2 separate regions of the Zea mays genome follow, and region 2 is linked to region 1. The links are chromatin contacts, called in public Hi-C maps. All regions are on one chromosome and are shown on one strand. The core of a region is the stretch at or near the end of the contact, and the rest is flanking DNA. Distances in the headings are between cores, read along the strand shown.

Region 1 (6,478 bases), core at 1,896-4,395:
TACTACCTGGCGAGAGTCAGTTTACCCTTGGTGTCAGAGCACTGCCTTGTTGCTAATTAGAGGTAGATTGAAGAAAAACCTTCAGAAAAGAGAGCAAATCTGGGTTTTTTTTTGCCAGGGTCAAATGTTGGATCCAGTTGTGAATACCTCTGAGATTGCTGACGATAAAGATGACCAGTAGACTGTTTGGGTAGCATACTGTGACTGCCCAAGCCAATCCATGGTATTCATTCTTACAATTCCCCCAAGCTTAACAGACTTGATGGTGTCAACCCACCCCTGCTCATCTGCTTGGAATCTGCCAAATGTCACCTGTGAAACAAGAAAAGATGAAACCAACGTCCCGAAATGCACTACTTACTAGATTAATTAGTCCCCGGGACCAGTTATCTTTTAGGTGCTGCACATAATTGTAATATGATGAGTAACCAATAACGTTAAATCATGTTTGTTTAAGTCCAACCGTAATCAGAGACCACACTAAAAACTGATACCGGTCTATTCAAACCTATTACCCATTACCATTTACGTTACAAATTATAAACCAAACAACACCTTATTATATTGCATGTCTTAATTCAATGTTTACGAAAAATTATGTCATATAAGTTAAGGTAATGAAACATGAATACTTAATGTATGTATATGAAAAATGTTGATGTATGGGTGAAAGTACAAGGTCAGTCAGATGACTTTTTTCTTAGGCCAACCAGATGATGTAGACAAACAAACTTGGCATCCTCGCACACTGAAAAATTCCATTGAATATGCACTGCATAAGTACATATCACCATGAATATCAATGAGTTTACACTAAAAGTTAGTTTACAAAAGCATCGATACACTGAAGACTACGGACTAGCAATACCTAGATGTCTATAATGTGCTACAAAGTTACCTCAGGTGGCGCAAAGGAAAGGTAGCTCAAGTAGTGCTCCTGAGTAGGTTTCTTGTACCCAGGGGTTTCAAACGAAACATCAATCATTTCAGGATTTGCAAGAGCTGGATATCCATCTACATATGGGATGTCAACTGAAAGTGGTATGGGTGACCTGTTCGCACATTAAGAATAAATCTCTTTATTTGATCTAGCAAAAAAAGTCTAAAAGGAAAATACCATGCTTGAATATTTTTAAGGCATTTGACGGAGCCACAAGACAGGATTTAATAAGTAATTAGCAGCCACTGAATCATTATAAAGATGAGTGACAAAGGTATAAAGGATCGTATGTACCGAGCATTTTCAGAATCGAAGATGGATCAGCACTAAGATAAATGCAGACAATATAGGTTAATGGATAGGTTGTACATAATTTATTTCCCATCTATGTACCAGCCATTTTTTTTCCTTCAAAATTGTGTGCTTAGATTGTACATAATTTATTGCCATCTATGTACCAGCCATTTTTCCCCTTCAAATTTGTGCACTAAGTAGTAGATCGCTGCATGTGACCTGCAGAGGGAGATGCAAACCTGCATCTTTCTTTGGGCTGTAGGAAATGAGACCAGCATGGAACCTTTCTAGAAACTTGCCACTGCGTATCCCAGGCTTGTTTGGTGTAAAAAGTTGAGTTGAGGGTTGAAAGCGTCCACAGGTTTTGAAAATAGACCTCCACAGTTTTTGCTATCTGTGGGCAACCAGCAAAATAAATCCCAAGCTCCTTAACCTGCAATGCATGTAAAAGTAGTGCCACACAGGTTTACCAAATTGTTTTTTTTTCTCAACACCATACTGCAAATTTAGCAGAGCCTGTTTTTTTTTGTCGGATATACCTGAGTAAGGGATTTCCAGTCGTTGTTTGCGGAACCTATATACACATCCTTCTTATCTGATATCCAGACCTTTGCGTGCACAACACCAGATCCCCACCAGTCCTCGAAAAGAACGGTTGCGTTCTCAACATTTGGTCTTCCTGCAGCCAGGTCTGCGCTCTCTTGGTCAAAATCAGGAGCAAATCCAGAGTGCTGGACAATCCTGAAATGATACCACAGCTTGTCAATAGAGAAACGAAATCTCTACATGGACACACTGTTTAGTTATTTATAAATGTTTTGCTTGTTTGCTTTATCACTTCTCTTCTTTGTGATTCAATTGTGACACCAGTTTTTCTGTTGGCCGATAACTATATGTCAATGTTCCAACATACTCTACTACTATTCCAATCATCCTATGGTTAAGTAATAATCACCAACATTATAGAAACTGACAGTTCAAGTATGATACTCGATACTTGCCTGATTTTGATCTTACGGTCTGCAGCATTTTCCAGTGCCTTGTAAACCCGGCGGCCCTCATCGGCCCCGAATCTCCTCATGTCACTCTCGGAAAACCCGTAGTCCCCCGATTTCGGATTGTTCGGCTGGGGCAAGAACTGCCAGTACTGCGCAAGGATGTCCAGACTCTTCGTTGCATTCCCCGAGAGCCACTGGAGCACATCTCCTGAGGTCAGGACCCACAGAAATCAGCAGCCCAATGGATGGATATACGTAGTGACGGCTGCAAGAAGCATTAGTAATTTCACAAACCCACTACCACCATCACCAGCTATGTATCACCAATTCAGCATACGCCTACTCCCCATTCCCCAAACTGGCAAACCCCCATAGACGAGAGAGAGAGAGAGAGAGAGAGAGACGAACCCGTGGATAGGACCCCGGGGATGCGGCTCAGGTGCGGCATGTCCGTGGGGATGGACTGCACCAACCACGCCTTGCAGGTGTCCGCGCCGGCGTCCGCCAACGGCGCCCCCCGCAGCGCGGCGGCAGCGACGACGAGGAGGAGGAGCCGGCGGCGATGGAGGGAGGAGGGCATGGCTGGTATCGTCAGCCCAACTATGAGGGAGAGTGTGAAGTCGTGTGCAAGTGAACTCGAATCGGAGGGTCAAACCTGTTTATGTGATCAGTAATCATGCATGCCGCACGCCAAATTTTAAAATGACAATTACACCTGCCAAATTTAAATGGACAGATCAAAGATCCACCAGGTCAACGCACTGCGCCTGCACGGCTGTACCGGTTGATATATTTTGACAAGGTAACGGAGAAACGAAACGCGCCGCCATGGGCGGTGGATCCGTGGCCGAAGATGCCGCCTCCATTGCTCCGATTTTTTCGCTCCGTTCAAACGTGACGGATGTCCACTGTTCAGGCCAAGCATATTCTCTTCGTATGGATTGGATAGAGTGGGACCATTCGTTCAGCTTTCTCCGTCTACAGTACACTCCAGCCTACTATTACTACTACTATATTTGAGTGCAAGCAAATCTGTTCTTTTGTTTCCCCTACAAACCAGTGGACAAGCACCTGCGATATAGACTAGTACACTTAGGTGTATGGCTATTTAAAGTAATTGTATAATTAGAATAAAAGATATATGTATTTTTCTATAGTGAGTAATTGATATACATAGAAATAGAAACAAGTAGGATAGGGTTTGTTGAAATTGAGCGGGGTGATTTTACATCAGGCATGATCAGCCTAGTCTGCGATACCATTCGAAATTCCGGACAGCTGGGCCAATACAAGGCCCAAATAAGTCTTGTTTTACGGTCCACTACATCTGGCAGCCACGTGCCCATGACAGCTGAAAGGCACTCCCCCGAGTCCCCTGGCTTCGAATCGGAGATGGCACTGGGGCCCACATGCAGCGGCCGCAACCTGACACGGAGGACCTCGATGCGAACATGAACACCTCCAGGTGCAAATATGCAAAACAACCACACGCCCTCTTCGCTTCCTCATTCCTCAATCATCATATTCTTCTTTAATCAACACTGCGAGAGCCTCCCTCCTCGTTCGGTTCGGACTTTTGCTTCGGCGACTTCACGCGGTAGGCCACCGTAAACCCTAGCCCCAGACCGCGGGTCGTAGCCAACGAGATGCAGCTCTTCATCTTGACGCTGACGGGGAAGACCATCACGGTCGAGGTCGAGAGCAGCGACACCATCGATAATGTCAAGGCCAAGATCCAGGTCTGCCACCCCTCCCCTCCCCCTTGTTCACCTCTACGACTCCCGATTCGTAGCCGAATTGTGTCCTTCGTGATCGGTGATAACATCGGAGTAGTCGTGTTGATTGCTTCATCGATTTGGTAGTTCCTTTAGTGCGGTTCTTACCCTTTGCGGGGAAATAGATCTTGGGATAGTGTCTATTGGCTGAAGTATGAAGATTCTCCTCATAACTGGCGCTTATGGTAATTTTTTGCTGGTTGGTATCGTGCCGTGTACTGTCGACACTTAAGCCTTATTCGTTGTGATGAACAAACAAATTTAGGAAATTTAGTACCTATAAACTGTTATGTGGTTATGGAAGATGTAATATTTCCACAAGCACCTAGCATAGAATTCTTTTCATAATAAGAATGTAAAGAGTTGACCCCATACTAATACTGAGTATCACTATTTATGGCTTTTACTCCCTCATTGCCAAATTGTAAGTCGTTTTGAGTAGCACAAACTATGCACCTAGATCCTAGAAAAACCAAAACAAATTACAATTTGGAATGGAGGCCTCCATATTGCATCATGGTTGCTACTTAATTAAAGGCCAAGCCATCTTTTTTTGTAATACTTCGTTTTGTATACTATGTGACTTAGTTTAGGAAAACCATGACTTTGATCTTACTTGTAACCCGGTCCCATTGCGGAATAACATGTTTCTTATCCTCTGTTAGGATTTGCAAAGTAGCGAGATATTCCTTATTTTCGCTTATGTTTTTGGAGTGCAACTGCTGCTTAGATTCTCAAACACATTTTAGGAAATAAAAGCCGACTTTGAGTCATTTCTGGTGAACAAAAAATTGCCTAGTCAAAAACCTCAATCGGAGCTAGCTTTGGATAACATTGTCCATGCTCAAGTAAATTTTATTTGCTAACACTTGTCCATGTTCAATATTTGTATCCCACACCTTTGTCCATGTGTGATCATTTTTCATGTATCATTTGTTTTGCCAAGTGCATTTAAATGTGAATCAAATTCCAAAACTTGTGATAATCAATTTTAAGTAACACTGATTCAGAGACAGGTGAAAGAATGCCATTCTAACTCGGCAGGGTATCTGACTTTGTATTTTTCAGGACAAGGAGGGCATTTTGCCTGACCACCAGAGGCTGATTTTTGCTGGCAAGCAATTGGAGGATGGGAAAACTTTAGCTGATTACAACATTCAGAAGGAGTCAACACTCCCTTTGGTCTTGAGGCTCAAGGGTGGAACTATGATCAAGGTGAAGACACTAACTGGGAAGGAAATCGAGATTGACATCGAGCCCAATGACACAATTTATAGGATCAAGGAGCGTGTTGAGGAGAAAGAAGGCATCCCACCTATTCAGCAGAGGTACTCTACTTGCCCCCAAAATCTAAATGAATGTGAAACCTTTTTCTAAGCTCCAAATTCTTGTAATCTTTTTTAGCATTGTGTGGTCCTAATAAAAATGTTCCATGCATAGGCTCATTTATGCTGGGAAGCAACTTGCTGATGACAAAACTGCCAAGGATTACAACATTGAAGGTGGTTCAGTGCTCCATCTTGTTCTTGCTCTGAGGGGTGGTTGCTAGATTAAAAAGTTCTTGTAGTTTCTGCTTATGGTATCTGTTACATGGAGTTGTTTCAGAATTGAAGCCTTGTATTGGGTGGTTGATTGTACCATGTGATTAGCAGACTACTAGAGTCAGGTGTCATCTGTACTGTTTAAGAAATGCTTGAACTAGTTCATTCAGTTGTCAACTCATTCTTATTGCCCCGGTCTGCCCTTTCACCTAAATGGCTACATCAATCGTGTTGTGGTCTATTTTCTGGTTCCCTTGAATTCTCATCACTTGCAGACTAAGATTGTTGGCTAAATAAATTGTGTGTGTATCTAATTTTTGGTTTTCCTCATCACTCGCACAGTAAGAATGTACTCATTTTTGCCATGCATGTCCCTTTGATTTGAATCATTTTTCTTTGATTTGAATTATTTTGGTTGAAAAGGGATGTTGGCTTTTGCTGTTATTGTTAATCTAGGCATGAATTTGTATTATGGTTGTCTTCCACGGGTGCCCATCTCATTTAAAGAGCCAGCGCCTACATCTATTAAACAAACTAATCCGAATCTATTGTCGATTTAACTAGACTAAACTTTTTAAACACACAAATTATCGTATCGGTCGAACTCGAACAAATTGGCAACAAAGTTCATAACTCGGGTGGCCTGAAGTATTTGGTTGGGCATTTTGCTGTTGCTTTTGATTCTAAAATGCTAAAAGCCAATCTAAGAGGTCGGAGCAAAAGATGTTTTTAGAAGTAGATGCTTTTGCTTTTGTGTAGTCCAGTTTTGGAAGTATCTTGGATCCTGTTTTGCTTTTTGAAATGGTGAAAATAGAAAGTTATTCCATAATTGTTTTAAGAAAGTCAGACATGAGATAGTGTTGGTCACTTGTTCTCAAATGTTGTGAATCAAGAACAAGACAACACAATTGTTAAAGATTAAGTACCTTC
Region 2 (6,478 bases), core at 1,947-4,446, 290 kb before region 1:
CAGAAGGAAGTACATTGGGGGGTATGTTATGCATCTGTTGGTCTGTTATTAAATTGTGTGAAATAGCCAACTGCAGATTAAATATTTTATATTTGATGTATTTCCAGCCAAGTTAACATGTGCTGTTCAATATGCTCTCGTATACTTCATTTAAATTTATGTTTTGCAGTTGCTTGAAGATTCTGTTGAAGAGCAAATGGAGAAGGCACTAGCAGAATCTGATAAAATAGAAGCTGAAAGCAACGATGCTGATGCAGAAGATAACAAGGCAAGGAAGTCCTTTGTAGTTTGTAATATCAGTATCTTCTCACATTGTGTTTTGTAATCTGTACTGTTGCCATTGAAATACCAACCTTTGTTTTACTCGTGTGTCTGAGAATGTGCCCCAACAGCCCAACTGCGCTATCTGTAGGCTGTAGCTAATAGCAAAGGCTCGTTGCTTGGTTTGACTGTGCATACCTGTGTTCCTGGTCATAGGAATTTTGGTGTCTTTGCAATCCATATTTGATTTATTATCCCTTGTCATAAGTTTTCTCATTATATTTTTCTACAGAAAAGGAATACAGAAGGTGGAAAGCAAAATACTTCTCTTGTGTGGGGACACTTGCTTTCAGGTAATTATTATATGCTGTTGTAACTTCTTCAGTTCACCACTTCACCCCAAGTTTCTTTTTATCTGAACGCCTCTTGCATGAGCTTGCCCAAAGAGCAAGTTTTCATTGTAGTTAAAGGAATCTTGATAAGCTGGTAAGTCCAGCCGTCACTCATAACCAGTTTAGTCAGCAGGACCATGTAATTTTACAATAGTGCTGTATCAAGGAATCAGTGCTTAACATTTCATAATCCTTGTTGGTAGTATTTAATTTGAAGATCATGTAATTTGATCTCATGAAATGATGTCTTGAAACTAGCGGTCTCACAGATTCTGATGTATTTCAGAATTACACTAGTCTATGGGCATGATCTATAAGGGCAAAGTTGTTCTGTTTCTGCTTGCTTTAGTTTTTTTTAGTTGATCAAAGTTGATACTTATCCTATGAGCTCTTTAAACTGAACATTCGTTTTTTTTTCTCAACTAGGTTTGCAATCTAATTCAAATATCTTTTGGCAAACTTAGTTTTTAGGCTTCAAAGCATAGTGCTACTTTGGGTTTAGTGCTCTCTGCTTTGCTCTGTCATTGCCTTTTGGATGTACACCAGTAGTCCTTAATCACTCTCATATACTCCCTCCACTCCAAAATATAAGCCATTCTAGCTCTTCTAGATACATAACTTTTTTTATGTATGTATAAACGTGATCTATATTTAGGTGTATAGCAAAACATTGTACCTAGAAAAACCAGAATGGGGAGTGTCTGATAATTTCTTGTCTTACAACTTCAATGTACCATGGATCTCTATATTTTGAGCAGGAGTACAATTTTTTATCTTCTCCAACATACTGACACATGATATTACTGTTACACTAATGGGCAAATCTTTAAAACACTAGCAACAATACATTTTTTTTGGGTGGGGGGGGGGGGGGGGGGGGGGACGGGGTGAGAACCTTTGCAAAATGGCAATGCGTCTAGCAACCCATACCAGTGGGATATATTAGGTTCCTTAAAACTTGAACCCCTCTCCCTTCGCGTCCGTGTTTCGGTCATCCATCATACCTCCGTCGCTCCGCGTCCTGACATGTGTTAGGCTGTGAGGCCAGCACTGTTTGAGCTGAAATTTACTGTCCACACTGTTCATCTCCTTTTTACTTTTCGTCTGTTCTTTCACGCGTGCCAGTCCTGTCTAGTAGCATGTAAAGATTAAACCCTGCTGTAGGTTGCCGCCTTTTTCCTCTTGCGCTGGTTTCCACTTTATTTAAGTTGCAATGTAAGGCCGTACCGTGCATATGGTCGTGCAAAACATTGGTTTACACTGTTTACACAGTAGAGTTTGAAATAAGAGATGAGATATGAGGTGAGATAGAAAAGCTGTTGGAGATGACCTTAGTGCCTCAAATGTACTTCCTCTGCCCTGAAAAGAATGCACAATTCTATTACTGTTCATGATGTGCGCTGTTCTGACGCAAGGTTAAACTGCATTTACTTGTAATTTAAGGGATTTTATTTTATATGATATGTGACTTATGCTGTTGGTTAATATATCCTGTTGTTTTAGCTGCGAAGGAGCATTGCTTGCATCGGGGTCGGCTGACTGTACTGTTAAGCTCTGGGATGTCGCTTTCAGCACAAAAGCCCTGAAGACAGAGGACACGTAAGTTTGACATGTTAAGATCCTCATCCATTCGAGCATACACTTAAATTGTCTTGCTCTGACTGCAAAACACCCTTGTGTTTTTTCTGAAACAGCAAAGGCAGCTCATCAGCTAACCGACTGAGACTGCTTAAATCTCTGCCTACAAAATCAGCTCCTGTCTATAGCCTGCGGGTGAGAAATTTCTCCTTTATTCAGCATCATTTTTTTGGGGGGGTACTATGCGGTGGAAACTGAAGAGCTTGCGGATCTCTGGGAATTGCAGTTTTCTCGGAGGAACCTTCTGTTTGCCTCCGGTGCTCTCGCGTAAGCTGCGTGTTTCGTAGAATACAGCTAGAACTGTTCCGGTTTTGACATGGAGTAGTGAAGTTGGCATTTCGCAGACTCCGCTGTGGATCCTATTGTAGAGCTAATATTTTCGTTAGCAATCTCAACGGCCCAGCATGTATGCACAGCGGAATTGAGCACCGCAGATGCTTTGTAGCGTGCTTGCAACATTGTGACATTGTTATTAGGTAAATACGTCGTGTAATTTTTTTTAGGTTGTGATCTTATGATTTATAAACGCCACTAAATGTACATATGCCTGATAGGAGATAGCTTGTAAGGGATGACCGGATGATTTGGTGACAAAACAATGCATTTTATCTACTTCTCAAACATGTAAAATATGGATCATCCTATACCTTTGACGAAGCAACCCTGTACCCAGTAACCATGTGCTTGTACTTGTAGCATCTTGAGCCTAAAATAGTGCCCCTGTGGACCTGAAAGTGAATAGTCAGGTAAAATATTGGACCGGTTTGTTTCGTGACATCATGATTCATCATTAGCCATAAAAAATCCAGATTTTGCCTATTCGATTGGCGATTGGCTGGTGGTGACTGTCCTTTCCCTGCGCTGGTGGTCCAGAATCAGACGCTTGGCTTATTGACTTCAGCGTGTAGCAGCTGTCATCTTCATGTCCATCTGTTCGCCTGGCTAATTGGTGGTGGTGGGGTGTCGTCGTCTTGTCTCCGTCTGCTTGCCTACCATTTCCTTATAAACTCGAGTGTGGGCAAAAAGGAGCTGTCGTCTTTTCCTACATCGGACCAATACGGATGTCCAGCGTGAAGGCGAAGACATCGAAGATTTAACCCAAAAAAACACTAAATACCGAATGTCATCTTTCTATAAGATTAGCATATAGCCCGTGCTAACGCTACGATCCTAAATAGGGATTCGGTGGCGGCAACGCGAGTGAGGGGCAGGGGAGGCTAGGGCAGTGGATTCGTGGGAGAGGAGTGAGAAATGATCTAAATAATATTGTTCATTGGATTTGAGTGAATAAGTAAGATGAGGTTATTCAGCGATACGAGAGTATGAGATGATGACATGTTAAGTCTAGGTGTAATTTAATTGGTGAATTTAGTGAAGGTTATGGGTTGAGATGTGGTTTGGATGGTAAATTTTGCGAAGTTTAATATATATGATAGATTATATAGTGGTATAAATGATACTCTATCTTTCCATAAGTGTTGGGTATAGATTATATAGTGGTATAGATAACATACATATTTGTTTGTGTATCTATCTAACTTATTATTTTTATATTTACAATTTTTTATATTTAGAATAACTAAATCTCTACTATATTAAATTGTGAGTTCCTCTTCGTGCGTTGTCTGCAGCAGCGAGCGCAACGAATGAAATAAATGTCCAAAAAATGAACATGATGCTAGAGTTTGAACCATCGCATTTCGCATCCCTCTCTAATTTCTCGGGTTGTAACTGATAGTCGCCTAGAGGGGGGTGAATAGGGCAAAACTGAAATTCTCCAAAATAATTACAACTACAAGCCGGGTTAGCGTTAGAAATATAATCGAGTCCGCGAGAGAGGGTGCAAAACAAAAGCAAGCAAATAAGAGGTGTGACACGCGGATTTGTTTTACCGAGGTTCGGTTCTTGCAAACCTACTCCCCGTTGAGGTGGTCACAAAGACCGGGTCTCTTTCAACCCTTTCCCTCTCTCAAACGGTCCCTCGGACCGAGTGAGCTTCTTCTTCTCAATCACTTGGAACACAAAGTTCCCACAAGGACCACCACAAGATTGGTGTCTCTTGCCTCAATTACAAGTGAGTTTGATCGCAATAAAGAATTAAGAAAGAAGAAAGCAATCCAAGCGCAAGAGCTCGAAAGAACACAAGCAAATCTCTCTCACTAGTCACTAAAGCTTTGTGTGGAATTTGGGAGAGGATTTGATCTCTTGAGTGTGTCTAGAATTGAATGCCTAGCTCTTGTAAGTGGTTGGAAGTATGAAAACTTGGATGCAATGAATGGTGGGTGGTTGGGGGTATTTATAGCCCCAACCACCAAACACCGGACATGTCCGGTGCGCCAGCCACGTCACCATAGCCGTTGGGTTCCGACCATTGGAGCTCTGTCTTCTGGGCCCGCCTGGATGTCCGGTGGCGCACCGGACATGCACTGTAGAGTGTCCGGTGCGCCAGCATGGGCGTGCCTGACTTCTGCGCGCGCTGGCGTGCATTCAATGCGCTGCAGGTAGCCGTTGGCTCCGAAGTATCCGTTGCTCCGTTGTCACACCGGACAGTCCGGTGCACACCGGACATGTCCGGTGAATTATAGTGGACTAGTCGTTGCGAATTCCCGAAGCTGGCGAGTTCCTGAGGCCGCTCTTCCTTGGAGCACCGAACACTGTCCGGTGTACACCGGACAGTCCGGTGAATTATAGCGGAGCGCCTCTGGATTTTCCCGAAGGTGGCGAGTTGAGTTGGAGTCCTCTGGTGCACCGGACACTGTCCGGTGGCACACCGGACAGTCCGGTGCGCCAGACCAGAGGTGCCTTCGGTTATCCCTTTGCTCTTTTGTTGAACCCAATACTTGGTCTTTTTATTGGCTAAGTGTGAACCTTTGGCACCTGTATAACTTGTCCACTAGAGCAAACTAGTTAGTTCAATTATTTGTGTTGGGCAATTCAACCACCAAAATCAATTAGGAACTAGGTGTAAGCCTAATTCCCTTTCAATCTCCCCCTTTTTGGTGATTGATGCCATCACAAACCAAAGCAAATATAGAAGTGCATAATTGAACTAGCTTGCATAATGTAAGTGCAAAGGTTGCTTGGAATTGAGCCAATATAAATACTTATAAGATATGCATGGATTGTTTCTTCATTTGTTAACATTTTGGACCATGCTTGCACCACATGTTTTGTTTTTGCAATATCTTTTTGTAAATCCTTTTCAATGTCCTTTTTGCAAAAATAGTCAAAGGTAAATGAATAAGATTTTGCTAAGCATTTTCAAGTTTTGAAATTTTCTCCCCTTGTTTGAAATGCTTTTCCTTTGACTAAACAAAACTCTCCCTAGATGAAATCCTCCTCTTAGTGTTCAAGAGGGTTTTGATATAGATTTTGAAAATACTACTTTTCTCCCCCTTTTGAACACAATAAGATACCAATTTGAAAATACTCTTTGACAAACTAAAATTTTTTGGAAATTGGTGGTAGTGCGGTCCTTTTGCTTTGGGCTCATACTTTCTCCCCCTTTGGCATGAATCGCCAAAAACGAATACTTTGAGATATAAGCCCTTTGCTATACTCTCTCCCCCTTTGGTCATAAGTAAATGAGTGAAGATTATACCAAAGATGGAGTCCTTTTGCTTGGTGCTCATGCGTTCTTCCCCAAAAATGGAGAGTTGCTAAGAGTGACGGTGAAGGATGAGTTACGGAGTGGAAGCCTTTGTCTTCGCCGAAGATTCCAATTTCCTTTCAATACACCTATAACTTGGTTTGAAATATACTTGAAAACACATTAGTCATAGCATATGAAAGAGGCATGATCAAAGGTATATAAATTAGCTATGTGTGCAAATCAACAAGAGAAGTTTCTAGAATCAAGAATGTTTAGCTCATGCCTAAGTTTGTTAAATTAGCTATGTGTGCAAATCAACAAGAGAAGTTTCTAGAATCAAGAATGTTGATCTTTAGTATTAATGTATGAAATCTCGATATCTCCCTTTTGTTGGTGATCCCTTAAAAAGTGATACCGAATGGCTATGTGTTTAGTGCGGCTATGTTCGACGGGATTATCCGCCATTTTGATTGCACTCTCATTATCACATAGAAGAGGAACTTTGGTTAATTTGTAACCGTAGTCCCTAAGGGTTTGCCTCATCCAAAGTAGTTGCACGCAACAATGTCCTGCGGCAATGTACTCGGCTTCGGCG

The links. Hi-C and Micro-C count contacts between places; a contact is called where the count stands out from the background.
Region 2: a contact with region 1 is called in a Hi-C map of leaf, with 6 times the contacts expected there. The contact joins the enhancer-like site here to the promoter of LOC103631261 in region 1. A contact is called at or near these places in 2 of 25 Hi-C or Micro-C datasets (ear and leaf).

The regions. Positions count from the first base shown.
Region 1 is chr6:105,777,883-105,784,360 of Zm-B73-REFERENCE-NAM-5.0, reverse strand. It overlaps LOC103631261 (phospholipase D Z), which reads right to left and starts at 3,145. Exons shown (of 7, transcript XR_004850231.1): 1 at 2,641-3,145; 2 at 2,236-2,440; 3 at 1,774-1,975; 4 at 1,474-1,667; 5 at 899-1,052; 6 at 148-772; 7 at 1-6. It overlaps LOC103629697 (ubiquitin-NEDD8-like protein RUB2), which reads left to right and starts at 3,615. Exons shown (of 3, transcript XM_008650808.4): 1 at 3,615-3,971; 2 at 5,076-5,335; 3 at 5,448-5,878. The coding sequence starts at 3,879. The coding sequence ends at 5,556.
Region 2 is chr6:106,071,814-106,078,291 of Zm-B73-REFERENCE-NAM-5.0, reverse strand. LOC100274161 (transcription initiation factor TFIID subunit 5) reads left to right here. Exons shown (of 13, transcript XM_008650810.4): 8 at 1-21; 9 at 170-268; 10 at 554-614; 11 at 2,157-2,252; 12 at 2,348-2,426; 13 at 2,518-2,948. The coding sequence ends at 2,239. Among protein-coding and RNA genes, the nearest start is that of LOC100274161, 31 kb to the left of the region's middle. Within about 2 kb of position 3,196, at least 16 of the 20 cell types and tissues checked have an H3K27ac peak or open chromatin away from gene starts, as enhancers often do. A contact at or near this core is called in ear and leaf, where this site is marked.